2 separate regions of the Pan troglodytes genome follow, and region 2 is linked to region 1. Evidence: chromatin contacts called from public Hi-C data. All regions are on one chromosome and are shown on one strand. The core of a region is the stretch at or near the end of the contact, and the rest is flanking DNA. Distances in the headings are between cores, read along the strand shown.

Region 1 (7,016 bases), core at 3,946-6,445:
GCAATCTGTTCTGTGTTGGCCCCTGCCACTGGCCTGGCTGTGTCCCCTGCCACAGACCCCGTCTGTCTCCCAGTCCCTGGTTGCCCCCAGAGAGCTCTGACTCAAAAAGGCCCTAGAGCAAAGTAGCTCCACACCTTCAGCCATGTCTCTTCAAAGCCCTGGGGCAGCACCCAGTGCATTCCCAGGGCTCTGAGCTCAGATACAGGTCTCGACGGTGGCCAAGGAGATCCCAGGCAGGCCTTGAGCTGTAGGGCAAAGTTGGTCACTTTACAGAATCCCAGGTTCTGACATCCAGCCTGGAAGTAGACTGGAAAGATCCCTCTCCCCCAGGATCCCCCCGGGGTCTCAAGGCTCAAGTAGCCATGATCATGCCACTGCACTCCAGCTGGGGTGACAGAAAGAAGGAAGGAAGGAAGGAAGGAAGGAAGGAAGGAAGGAAGGAAGGAAGGAAGGAAGGAAGGAAGGAAGGAGGGAAGGAGGGAGGGAGGGAGGGAAGGAAGGAAGGAGGGGGAGGTACTAGGGTGGGGAGTTGGCAGGTAGACAACTTGCCAAAGTCCCACGGGCAGAAGGGAGTGTCCGAAGGTAGGCAGAGGCCCACAGTCAGGGCCACTGTCTGAGTCCAGGACAGGCAGAAGGCTCATGTGTGCAGGCAGGGACCACTCTAGCTGACAAGTGGGGTTTCACCAATGCCTACGATAAGTGATGCACAGGACTGGGGAAATGGTGCCATCAGACACTTTAAGACTTGTGGCATGTCACTTTGGGGATGCCAGGTATTTTGTTATCCTGATAGGAGGAGTGGATCGGTACATGTACCCAGAGTCAGAACTTCTTTTGTTATTAGCACCTGAAATGATAAAACCAGGCCGCCTCTGTCACTCCAGTTGATCGAGGAGTATAAACAATATTTCCAGCCGGGCGTGGTGGTACCCCCCTGTACTGCCAGCATTTTGGGGGGCTGGGTTAGGAGGGTCATTTTCCCAGTTCAATACCAGCCCAAGCAACAAAGCAATACCTTGTCTTTAAAAATAAAAATAAAAAAGAGAGAAAATATTTACAGATTTCATGCAACAGCTCTGAGATGAAAAGTTCTGATATTTCAGCAACAAAAACCAAAGGTATTGCTAATACTGCTTTTGGGGAATGCTGCTTGCATTTAAGATGGGAGGAAATGCTAAATGTCACTCAGAGGTTAAGAAGAGCCAAGATGTGCTTTTCTGCAATCCCTCCCCAGGGTGCTCACCTCACCGGCTCCCCATTTGTCCACCCAGGCATGACAAGAGGCTGGAACCAGAGAGAAAACAGTCCTTGCCCTGAGAAGCCAGCCTGCCTGGGAAAACAAGGTCCCCTGAGAGCTAGTCCAGGGGAGGGACATGTGCAGCTCTAGGCTTTCATCTGAGGTTTGGAGGGCTGGCATGAGATGGGGAAACTGAGGCCAGAGTGAGTATAAGGGGAAACAGGTGATGCTTCAAAAGGACCAGAAATCAGACGACTGTGAGCTAACTCCCTGGAGTTCACGGAACTCAACTGTAATTTCCTAAGCCACTGTGTAGTGCAGGCAAGCCGCTGGGACCCTCACCACTGGCCACCGGCTTCCCGAATGACCCCAGACCCCAGCCCAGGCCCAGAAGGCAGGGCAGGGCCACCCTGAGCTGAGAGGTGGGGGTCTCTCCCAGGGCCCATGCAGTCAGCATAGCCGTAATAATTCCTGTGGCGTGCTCCAGGTCCTGTGGTGTGACCAGCCAGAGGGTAGGCTTTGGGTAGGGGTCTGGGGAAGAAGGAAACAGGGCTAGGCAGAGGGGACAGCAGGGTCCTATCCCCACCTCACCCCCCAGAGAAGTCTTTAAGGGTATGAGTTCTTCCTGCCACAGGTCTTAGAGGTTGAGTGTTTGGACTAAGCCCTGAGTGTGAGGAGGAAGTACTGACTCTGGTGGAGGCAGCACCACCCTGCAGAACACCCTGGCATCCTGCAGTGTGATTCTCCAGCTTTAGCCCACCTAGAGTCTCCCAACAGAAAGAGCGGGCAGAGCAACCATGTTGGAGACAGAGTGGGGCAGGAAATCCAGAGAGGTGAACTCTGTCCTGGGATGCCTGGTGTAGTAGTGAGCTCCCCATCACTGGAGGAATCCAAGATAACATTGCGGTCTGCAGAGGCACCAAAGTGCTTGTTCCCCAAGAGGGAGGGCAGGGCTGGGGAAAGAGTAAAGGTGTTGGCAATAAGCAGACTTGGGCATGGAGTAGTCAAGCTCCAGAGGGGTTCCATCCTAGCTGTGTGACATCAGGTACGTGTGAGACCTCTCTGAACATCTGTGGCCTGGCTCAAATGCCGCACACTTCATAGCCCTGCACTCAGAGGTTGACCAAAGTGCCTGCCAGGCCTGAGGTGGGCTGGGGTCCCCTTCACCTAGCCACAATGGCTGCCTACTAGGTCTCCCACATGGGTATTCCTGCTCCTTTGCCCCAGACAGCCCATCTGTCCTTCCAGCCACCTTCCCTAGGAGGCCAGCCCGTTCTGTTGTTTGGCATCCCTGTCTCTGACCTGGTTCTCGGGTGCAGCCACCCCCAGAGGAGAGAAGCCCAGCCCAACCTGAGCTGGCGTCTTTGAGACTGACAATGGAGGCAGCCACGAAGGCTGGAGGGTCCCTGCCCAGCCTGGCCCCCAAACCCCTCCCTCCAGTCAGCTCATCCCACCCCTCTTGGCTAAACCTCATCTGATCCCAGGGACCTCAGAGGAGAGAGAAAGGAATCCCTACTCCCTAGGCAGCGTTGGGGGAGCATCTGGGCCTCAATTACCCCAGGAACTCACTGCCTGACACTTCTTAACTCCCTAGTGGGTCTCCTTCCAGGGGCAGAAATCTGGGTGTGACTACCTGGGCTCCCCGTGCCTGTTTGGCCTGAAGACATCACCTTTGCCCCGGTGGTGGTGGGGAGCCCAAACCAGGAGCACAGAATCAGCAGGAAGGGACTTTTTATTATTATTATTTTCAGACAGGGTCTCACTCTGTCACCCAGGCTGGAGTGCAGTGGCACAGTCCTACTAGGTCACTGTAACCTTGAACTTCTGGGCCCAAGCGATCCTCCCACCTGAGCCTCCCAAGTAGCTGGGACTACAGGTGTGTGCCACCACACCTGGCTATCTTTGTAAAATTTTTGTAGAGATTATGTTGCCCAGGCTGGGGAAGGTACATTTCTTAACCCTAGGGCTGGCTATACAGGAATCCATTTTATTACTTTTTAAACTGTGCATGTATCTGACATACACACTTTCCTGTCTGCATTTTTTCACATTAAAAAAAATATATTTTAAAGGGGCCAGGCACGGTGGCTCACACTTGTAATCCCAGCACCTTGGGAGGCCGAGGCGGGTGGATCACCTGAGGTCAGGAGTTCGAGACCAGCCATGGCCAACATGGTGAAACCCTGTCTCCACTAAAAATACAAAAATTAGCTGGGCATAGGGGCAGGCGCCTGTAATCCCAGCTACTTGGGAGGCCGAGGCAGGAGAATTGCTTGAACCCGGGAGGCAGAGATTGCAGTGAGCCAAGATTGTGTCACTGCACTCCAGTATGGGCGACAGAGCAAGACTCCATCTCAAAAAAAATAAATTAATTAAAAAAAAGTATTTTAAAGGAAGAGGAGGCAGGCTCTGGTTCCCACACAATCCCTGCTCAGTGACCCTGGAGCCACCCCTGGCCACGCTCTGCCAGCAGAGAACCAAAGCCAGGTCCCTTCAGCCCTAAAGAGTCCATAACCACATGTAACCCCCGTGAAATGTCCGCACATGGCCCCGCTCTGGCTGAGCAGGGAGAGGCAGCACAACCAGAAGGTTCCACAGGCATCCACAACCCTCCCTGGGGCTTTCCAAGAGCATCTGAGATGCCTGTAGGGTGGGAGACGTCCTTCCCCTAAACAGACAACCCTGCCACAGCTTCACAGAGGTGAGATTTCAGAAGGGAGCCCCAGGCAGAAAAAGGGACTAAATTTGGGGGCAGGAGGGTCACCGCTTTTGGGGACCTTCGTAGCCCCCGCAGGTGCAGCCCTGGGGGAGAGCTCTGGCCATCGCAGCCTCCAGAGGCAGTGAGGACGCCCTGCTCAAGGGACAAGCAACGTAGGTGATGGGGGCAGCAAAGGGGCGCAGGAGGCCTGGGCCAGGCCCAGTGATCCCACCCCTCAGGCCCTGCCCCCGGGCCTCGGCCTGCACAAATCAGGTTGATTCCCGACCTCCACAATACCCAGGGCACTGTGCTGCAGGGACACTTTCCCACAAGCCCAACCCCTCACAGCAGCACAAGGGAAGAGGCAAGAAGACCTGAGGGTGGTGGGCAGAGCCAGGCCTCCAGCACACGGAACAGAGAGGGATGGCAACGGTCCTCTGTTCAGGTGCCTGAGAGCGGGATCTCCTCCGCCTCAACTGGATCTCAGCTTAAAGGCCAGTTCATTAGAGACCACTGTGACCTCCCTTCTGGGCGGCCGTCCCCAACCCTGGGCCCCACCCCCACGGCCCCGGCCTCCCCCCGGGGTCCCCAGGCCACCTCCTCCTTTGCTTCATCTGCGGCCAGCTCCCCAGCGTCTGCTCCGGGCCCAGGTATGAGCCCGCGCGTCACTGCGGCCGCCGGGGCGCCGAGGCCAGTGCGGGGACACAGCAAGCCTCCCGCCTTCGGACCTTCCGCCGTGGCCCCGCGAGTGCCACAGGTTTCCACAGGGCCGGGGCACGCGGACCCGCGCAGCCTGGAAGCCAGGGACCCCAACCCCGGCGAGGGGCGCCTCGCACCCCCGTCCTCACGCAGTCCCCGAGGCCTCCCGGTGACTGCCGGGTGTGGGAGGAGGAAGGTGGCAACCAGCCCCGCAGCTCCAGTTGCTGCAGGAGCCCCCCGGGCCTCAGTCTCCAAATACGCCAAACGGGCGGGAGTGAGCCACAGGGTGTCTTCGCGGAAGACTCACAGGCGCAGGCGCAGACGGGTGCGCGCCCCTAGGGTGCGGGCGAGCTAAGACCGCGGCCCGGGGCGGGGTGTCCCCGGCCCCGCCCCCTGCAGCCCTACCGGAGCCAGCGCGCCTGCGTCGCGGGCGCACGGTGGGCGGAGTTCCCGGCGTCTCCGCCCCTTACCCGGCGTGCCCCGCGCCCGCAGGCGCTGACGTGGCCGCCGTCAGAGCCGCCATCTTGTGGGAGCAAAACCAACGCCTGGCTCGGAGCAGCAGCCTCTGAGGTGAGGGCGAGGGGCGCGGGCCGGTGTGGGCCGCAGAGACGTTGGAGCCGGCGGGGGCTGGGGACTGGCCTCGGGGCGACTTGAGGTTCGCGAAGGGCACGTCGACCCCCGCGGCGGCGGCGGCGACAGGGCCGGGCCGGGGGCGGACGCAGACGGGCCGGGCTGAGGCTGGGGCCCGGCCGGAGTCGGGGCTGGGCGGACGGGCGGGTCGGTGAGCTCCTCGCACCCCTCACAGGTTCCCGAAGTCGCTCGCGGCCGCTTGTCCTCCTCTGCCTGTCTCTGCCCCCGCCCGTCGCCCGGAAGTCCGCTTGGACGCCGGGCTCTTCTCCAGGAAACCTGGGCTTCCTGCTTCCCTCGCCTCTGCCTTTCTCGTTTCCCGAGGCCGCCCGCGCGTGGACGGTTGGGGTTAGCGGCCGCGGGGGCCGGTGGGGGTCGTGGGGCCTCCCCCACCCGAGTACAGGCGAGCGAGCGGCATCCGGGCGGACCCCCGCCTCGGGGACCGGGAAACTGAGGCTCGGGCGGCCCCGAGACGCCGTCAAGGTCATGTAGGTGGTGGGGGCTTGCACCTTCGCCTCCCGACTCCATCCAGTTCGTGTTTGCTGTGAGGACGGTACCGGGTCAGGGGTGGTGAGAGCGGGCGGGCAGGTGGACAGGAACCCCGTGCCCTTCCCTGTCTGCTGAACGGAATGCGTGGACCTCCGGGGGAGCCCAGAGTGCCTCCCTTCACACCAGTGAGACGCAGTTTGGGGTCAGCACTCAGGGCACCGGTGGCCTCCAGAGGGCCGGTCGATCTTCGCTTTAACTCCAGGGTGGTTTCCTTGACGTTGTCGGCAGTAGATAAGAAGGCCTCTTCTGAGCTGGTGAATCTTTAACCTACCTGAATCTTTAACCTGCCTGCGGAACGACCTGCTCGCAGACTCTAGGCCGCAGAGGCCGGCCCCAGCGCTCTCTCGGAGCACAGCCTGGGTGGTTACGGCGTGTGAGATTGGGGCTGGACAGCCGTGCGCACCTAGAGTGTTAAATAACCATTCCGACGGCACCTCCTGGCACTCCCTTTCAGTCCAGGCAGCCAGTTGCTGCTTTGCAGGAATTGAGCAGAAATGCACTCGGAATCGCGGGCAGGAAAAGAAGGGAGGTCGGAGGCTTTGGATGGTCCCCGAAGTCGCCGCCTAGTTGAGAGCTGTAGAGTTGGTGCCACTGCCCCTGTTGGAGTGGGCAGTTGTAGTTCTTGTTTCAGAACTAGTGGTCAGCAGTTTTCTTTGCCGGCTGTTGCAAGGCTGATGGTTCTGGCGTTTTCCGCAGTGTGTTGGGAGGAGTGTGAGATGCCGCGGTGCAGTTGTGTGCGGCCCCTGTGGCCCTCTGCTGTTGCGTTAGCCATTGTCTAACACGTGTGACCGCATGGATGGTGTCCTCATTTAATTTGAATTTTCACCAGCACTGCCTAGGTAGCCAGAACCATAAGGTCCTGAAATGCCGTACTATTAGCTGGGTCCAAAATTGAGAAGAATTGAGTAGTGTAAATGTTAGTCACACATCTGATTGGACACATTGTTAGAGTGTGTTGTCCATGTTTTCACATGTTGGTAGACTGGAGAATAGCTGTCACTTGTCTTCAGGTGTATCTTGTTGAAAATAAATCCAAATCACTGCAGCAGTAGGAATATGCTGTTGCCTGTGAGGCAGATTTTCAGATTTGCTAGTTGAAAAAGATTTGAAACAGTTGGTTTGGACAACAGCTGAGTCACACAATGACTGTGAGTGAAAAGCAAAAACTGGTTCTGTGCCCCTCACAGTTCTGGTTTTGTACATCAT
Region 2 (6,559 bases), core at 719-3,218, 320 kb before region 1:
GGTGTTATTCTTGCCTTTACCCTTTCCTTGGTTAGGAGGTGGGGCCTCTGATGCGTTGTATTTGTTTTGGCCCTGCAGGTTTTGCTCTATGGATGGCCTGTTGTGTTTTCTTCTTTCCTCATGTGCTTTCTTCCCCCACAGATGTGCACGACTTTCCTACTATCCTAGTCCATCAGCCTTGGCTGGCTTTAGAGGCTATAGCTACTTCCTCTAGAGTCTCTTCCTCCCTTACAGAAATCTTTTATCTTGCCATGGTAAAATCCACCGATTTTCCCCTGCAGTTTGTCTTCGAGCTCTGATTAAGAAATCTGAATGTCATAAAAGACTCCATTTTCTAATATTAGCATTATAGCTAATACGCATGCATGTATACATATGTACACATGTGTATCAATGCCTATGTATTGTGCATGTATGTGACATGTACATCCACACTATAATGCGTGTCTATACGTACAGCATGTAAAGCTGTATTCTTCAGGATTTTAATTGCCAGGTGTCTGTTAAAAGTAAGAGATATTTGCTACCCTTTCGGTTTCTCTAATTTTTCTCTTAAGAGAAAGATTTCAGTTCCTATAACCTGTTTCTCTAACATGAAAATGTTTTGCTTGCTATTCCAGATGGCTTCAAGTTTCGGAAAGAAATACACATAATAATAGATTGAGTCCCATGAGCCCCAGGGCTGAATACACACCCTAAAAATGAAAGGTGCACACCTTAGATACGCAGCACGTAGTTGAATCACAGAAAACCTACCACCTTTCTGTATATGTCTTAAAGTCAGGGGTTGCAAAGAGAGGCATTGACCCCTATGGAATGGAGCATGTGGTGTGAAATGTAATGAAATCCATTGATCAAGATGAGATCAAAGGTCACCATGAGCTGCTGTCACTAAAGTGCAGGCCTGAACCCGAGTGTCCTAGTGGGAGACAGGCTACAGAAGCATAGGAAGCAGAGGTCTTCACCCACATTCAAGGTAAATGGTACAGGCGTACTCCCGCACGTGGCTTCAGGGAGGAGGTATGTGACGTGCTGTGGACTGATGGTGTGGGGACTGAAGAGGGGTCCCCGGGTATGTGTGGCGTCAGGCAGGAAGTTTGTGACATTCTGTGGAGTTCAGGACTGCTCTCCAGGGTCCCAGTAGAGAAGCACTCAGTGTGTTTAGTGGCCCTGCCATGTTGCCAACCTGGCTGCACCGTGGTGGCGAGCACTCCTGTGTTCCGCAGGCTGGTGTTTGTAAGTGGGTTCGTGCAATCTGTGCTGTTTGAGGTCAGAGGGCTATCATGACCTTTTCTGGGGGCCTCAACGTGCATTCAGGATTCAGGACTGATGGCGTCACCCTCCCTGCTCGGCTAGGAGGGCCCCCTTAGTTCAGGTCACCTGAGTGTGGGTTGTAGCCACAGCGAGCACCGTCTTTTCACTTGCACAGCTGCACCCGGCCCGTGGTGTTTTGAGTACCTGGGGCAGCCATCTTGCCATGTGGCACACGCAGCACACAGTCCCACAGGGACCTGCTGCATGTGTGGGATGGACTGTTGCTCCTGTGGGGGACTGTTGTGCCACCTTTCCGTGCTCACTTTCACCCACATGGGCAACCTGGCCTGTCCAGGTAAGTGCTGGTCTCATGGGGGCAGCTGTGCCTCCAGAGGGTGTTCTTGAAGAGGCTCCATGCAGGGGTTGGAGCGTGCGGTGCCCTGCCTGGTGCTGTTTTAGCAAGAAGGCGGCGCCCCGTTTGATGGGAGCTCAGTAGTCTGTGGGGCACTCGTGGCTCTGAGGACTTGCCTCTGCCTGCCGCCTGCTGCTGTTGTCCATGCGTAGGCACAGGGACTCTGTGCCAGCTTCCCTGTGTTTACTGCTCTCAGCTGGAAACTGTGGGCTCCCTGGAGGTGGAAACCATGACGGATGTCTCAGAAATCCCTGCCTCTGGGACGAGCGCTGGTGCACGTGTGGCCACAGGGTGGCAGCCTCGCGACACCGGACGGGCGCTTGTCAGGGAGGGACACCCGGGGCGGGGAGCCTTTCCAGAGACCTCTGCAGGGCTGCGTGCCAAGTGCATGTTTTATTTTATTCTAGACACTCGTCCTTGCGTTGAGGAGCACCCAGGACCGCACAATCACCCTCCTCACATGTCTCTGGGCCCTGTGGGTTCTGACAGCCTTCTGGAGGCCGGGCCAGGGCTTGCACAGCAGCCTCCGTCTCAGATTTTCTTGCAGTCAGCCTGGGCTGTGGTTTGGGAGGAAGGCCACAGGGTGAGGTTTCCTTCCCACACATCCTACCAAGGGACATGCACAGTATTTTCTTTTTCTTTTTATTTATTTTTTTCTTTTAGAGACAGGGCCTTGCCCTGTCATCCAGGCTGGAGTGCAGTGGTGCAATCATAGCTCACTGTAACTTCAATCTCCTGGGCCCAAGACATCCTCCTGCCTTGGCCTCTCAAGTAGCTGGGACTAGAGGCACATATCACCATGCCCAGCTAATTCTTTTTTTTTTTAATTATGGGGTCTTGCCGTGTTGCCTAGGCTGGTCTTGAACTCCTGGGCTCAAGTGATCCTCTCACCTCAGCCTCCCAGAGTGCTGGGATTTCAGGCGTGAGCCTCTACCCTGCTGTGCACAGCGTATTTGAAGGCTGTTTGATCACTGAGATTTTTCTTTGTCACTCACTGCCTGTCTTGGGGGTAAGGCCTGCCTGGGCTTCCAGCTCCCTGATGACAGCCTTGCCTGTACCTCTGCTTCCCTGGGCCGTGTGTCTGTCTGCACAGCAGCACCAGCAGCAGGACAGGGCAGGAGGCAGGCGTATGGAGTGGGCAGTTAGTAAAGGACCAGAGCATTGGGGTGGCTGAGGTTGTCTCTGCAGTTCTTAGTGCCAGGCGTCTTTTGAGGCAGGGAAGTTCCCACTGGAGCTGAAGCACCCAGGAGCCTGCTGTGGCACCGCGGGCTCGGGTTGGGCTGACTGGGGAGCCTGGGGGTACTGCATCAGCTGGCCTGGAGCCTATCAGAGGAAGCCGCTCAGCCCCCACCTGCGCGTGCGTATTGGTTGAGTGGGAGATGGAGCACACAAGCTGCTGTCTCCTCCATTCAGCTCCCTACGCTGCCCTTACCTGTGCGCTAGCTTCACAGGCCCACTAGTCCCAGCAGAGGCCTTTCCTGGGTGACAGGTGAGTGTTGGAGGCCAGGGCTGAGGGAAGGGGCTTGCTGGAGACAGACAGGCTGGTGGCCCAGGTCCCCGCTCCCAGGCAGGTGCAGGCAGCCCCTCCTCAGCACTGGCAGTGAAGACAGAGCTGTGTCTTGCACAGGGGCCTGTGGCCTCAGGGCACTCTCTTTCCAGATGACCAAGACATTCTGCAGCCAGCAGTGTGCCCTGGGCTCTTCCTGGGCTGGCTTCCTGCACCCCCAGGCCAGCAAGGCTGTGCATAGGTGTCTGGAACACTTCCTACTCCCGGACAGTCGAGTCACCCCACCCTTCTTGCTGTGAACCACCTGTGATGCTTTTGTTTAATTGCAGTCACTCATGACCCCAAGGCAGAAACCATCCTTACAGAACCAAATTAAGCTTTCCTGGAAGAAATGTTAAAAAGAGTGACTCAGCAGCTCCACGAGCACTGTGGCTCTGGAGATGGCGGCATGCAGCCTCACCAGGACCCCAGCCACCGGGCCCAGCAGAAACATCCATGGCTTGAGGCATAAGCATTCTGTCCAGCCTTCTGAGTGTTTAAGCAAAGTCCTATTTGTTAAAATTCCAGAACGGCCTGAGTGTCTCTGTCACGCAGCCTCAGGTGCTGAAATGAAAGCCATGTCCTAGGTAGGGAGGCCCAGGGGCTCTGCCCTTAAGAGCCTGTGTCGGCTGGGCACGGTGGTTCATGCCTGCAGCCCAGCACTTTGGGAAGCCAATGTGGGAGGATCACTTGGGTGCAGGAGGACGAGACCAGCCTGGGTAACATATTAAGACCCCCGTCTCTATAAAAAATACAAAAATTAAGCCAGGCGCGGTGGCTCACACCTGTAATCCCAGCAGTTGGGGAGGCAGAGGCGGGCGAATCACGAGGTCAGGAGTTCAAGACCAGCCTGACCGATATGGTGAAGCCCCATGTTACTAAAAATAAAAAAAATTAGCCGGGTGTGGTGGTGTGCACCTGTACTCCCAGCTGCTCGGGAGGCTGAGGCAGGAGAATCCCTTGAACCTGGGAGGCGGAGGTTGTGGTGAGCCGCGATCACACCACTGCACTCCAGCCTGGGCAACAGAGCAAGACTCCGTCTCAAAACAAACAAACAAAAACACAAAAATTAGCAGGTTGTAGTGCTGCATGCCTGTGTTCTCAGCTACTCGGGAGGCTGAAGCAAGAGGATCACTTGAGCCAGGAGTTTGAGACCAACCTAGGTGACATGCTATCTCTACAAAATAAATAGTTGTTGTTGTTTTTTAAAGCCCACATTGTAGCCAAGGAATTGCAGCTTGAGAAGATGCTGAGGAAAGCACACAGTCCTTCAGCTCCCAACACCCAGCAAGTCAAAGGGCACCAGCACATAGCAGGCTTATAGACCATCACACAGCACATTGCAGACAGCACACTGCAGACCAGACTACGAGAGCCTTGGGCAGGGCGGGGTGGGTTATGGGGCTCTTGGAGGAAGGAGGCACTGGTGCAGCGCAGGCTGGGCAGTTTGTGCCCCTCCATTCCTGTGGCCTAGGCTGTGCTGGTGCTGCGAGGTGGACGGGGGCCACCCTGTGATCTCAGGTCACCAGAGGCACACATCCTCTGAGTTTGTGGCTGTGTCTTCCAGCCTAGCTTGGCCTGTGCACTGTGGCTCAGTGTTTCAGAGAAGGGCTCCTCAGTGAGCAGCTTCATGTGAGGGCATGCAGGCTCCCATGGGTAATGCACAAATTCAGAGAAGCACAGTAGTGGGCCGCAGCTTCCCAGAGAGCACCCACATACAGCTTGGGTGTTGCAAACCTAGGTTGTGAAATTGTTGTTGGTTGTAACCAGAGTTTGTTTCTGAAGAGTGGGATAGGAAAACAGCCCTCTGGTCAATCTGTCCCACTGGTGCTATCTGTGAAGGGAGCCCCTTACTTCCCACCTGAGTCTCACCCCACTTCCCCACTTGCACTCGCACCCATCTGCTGGGCCTGGAGCTGCTCCCTCTTTAGGGCCATCCCTGTGCTCAGTCCCCTGTGGCCCTGGGCAAGGCTGGTCCTTCTCTGCTCAGCCGGGTGCTGTCAGGGAGGGTGAGCTTGTCAGGATCATTTGGGGGGTGATAGGCTGGCAGGGGTGGCATCTTGGAGGTGGCATCTCTCCTGTGGAGGGTGGGGTTGGAAGGTGAGCTTGTCAAGATCATTTAGGGAGTGATAGGCTAGAGGGGGTATGCCCTTGGCCCCAGCAAGAGTGCACCCCCAGGTATCCCCCCTTTCCTCTCCTTTTCTGAGGTCACGCTTGGCCACTGCTCCCGGGCTGCATTCATCAGGATTGAGAAGGGTACGGGCTCTGCTGGCTGAGGTAGGACCCTGGGAGGGATGCTGAGGCCACCCACCCGCCTGCCTGCCCCATCAGGAGCTGGCACTGCAGCTGCACTCTCCCTGCCTGTTTCCTGACATCCTCGTAAATGACGGCTGCACCAGATGTAGGGGAGCTGCGTGTGCTGCAGAAGAGCAAACAACATTGCGCCCTTATCTGGGCCCCGGGGTGTCAAGGCTGCTGTTGAAGCTGCTCTGTAAATAAAGGGCAGGTGGCCTCTGCAGGAGGCACACTGGGCCACCTTCTGTGGAGCGAGACTGCCTCTGGCAGGTGGCCTGGAGCCCTGAGGCTCACCACAGGGCGGAAACACCCAGGTCCTCTCTGAGCCTGACCACGGGCAGCTCTGACTCACCTCCCACCTCAGTGGCGCAGACGTGTGGCAGTGCTTGGCCTGGGCTGTGGGCCACTTCCTGTGCTCTCTAGAACCTCAGCCTTCTGCAGAGTAGCTCAGATGTCGCTGCAGTTCCCCAGTCGTGTGTGATGTGCATTTCACCAGAGTTCAATGATTCTTGTGTTTTTTACTCCAAATCTTCAGCCTTTCTCAAAAATAAAATAAAATAAAACCACTTGGGATGTAGGGCTTTTACTCTGAGAGGTACAGAGTGGCCACCATCTGTTTGCAGTGTTGCAGACCCTAATCCTTCAGGGCTGGGTGGCAAGGCAAGGCTCACAGAGGTCGAGAGAGGAAGCAGTCCTGCGTGTGGTAGCGAGAGGAACACCGCCTCAAAGACCACGCTCTGCCATCCAGAGCACACGAGGGTTGTTGCACCTCCGAGAGATGTCACTGCTGACCATCTGCTCTCCTTGCAGCATCTGGGCTGATGGGCCGTACCCTGCACCGTGAGCCACCCGCAGGAGACCAGGAGGGCACAGCACTGCACCTGCAGACAAGCCTGCCAGCCCTTTCTGAGGCGGATACCCAGGAACTAACCCAGGTAAAATGTCCCCAGTGCCATGCCAGCCAGCGCTGTGTCCCAGTCTTCCCGCAGGCTGCTCCTCTTGCCTTTCTGACCACAAACAAGCTCTGGGTCATCCATCTGTATTGGCCTCAC

The links. Hi-C and Micro-C count contacts between places; a contact is called where the count stands out from the background.
Region 2: a Hi-C map of stem cell-derived neural progenitor cells shows a contact between it and region 1, with 2.7 times the contacts expected there. The contact joins the enhancer-like site here to the promoter of ARF1 in region 1. A contact is called at or near these places in 1 of 7 Hi-C or Micro-C datasets (stem cell-derived neural progenitor cells) and 1 of 1 datasets of contacts at active chromatin or transcription factors (stem cell-derived excitatory neurons).

The regions. Positions count from the first base shown.
Region 1 is chr1:21,274,643-21,281,658 of NHGRI_mPanTro3-v2.0_pri, reverse strand. It overlaps ARF1 (ADP ribosylation factor 1), which reads left to right and starts at 5,195. Exons shown (of 5, transcript NM_001280307.1): 1 at 5,195-5,289.
Region 2 is chr1:21,593,185-21,599,743 of NHGRI_mPanTro3-v2.0_pri, reverse strand. SNAP47 (synaptosome associated protein 47) reads left to right here. Exons shown (of 5, transcript XM_016940162.4): 4 at 6,318-6,442. Among named protein-coding and RNA genes, the nearest start is that of JMJD4, 29 kb to the left of the region's middle. Within about 2 kb of position 1,968, at least 11 of the 24 cell types and tissues checked have an H3K27ac peak or open chromatin away from gene starts, as enhancers often do. A contact at or near this core is called in stem cell-derived neural progenitor cells, where this site is marked.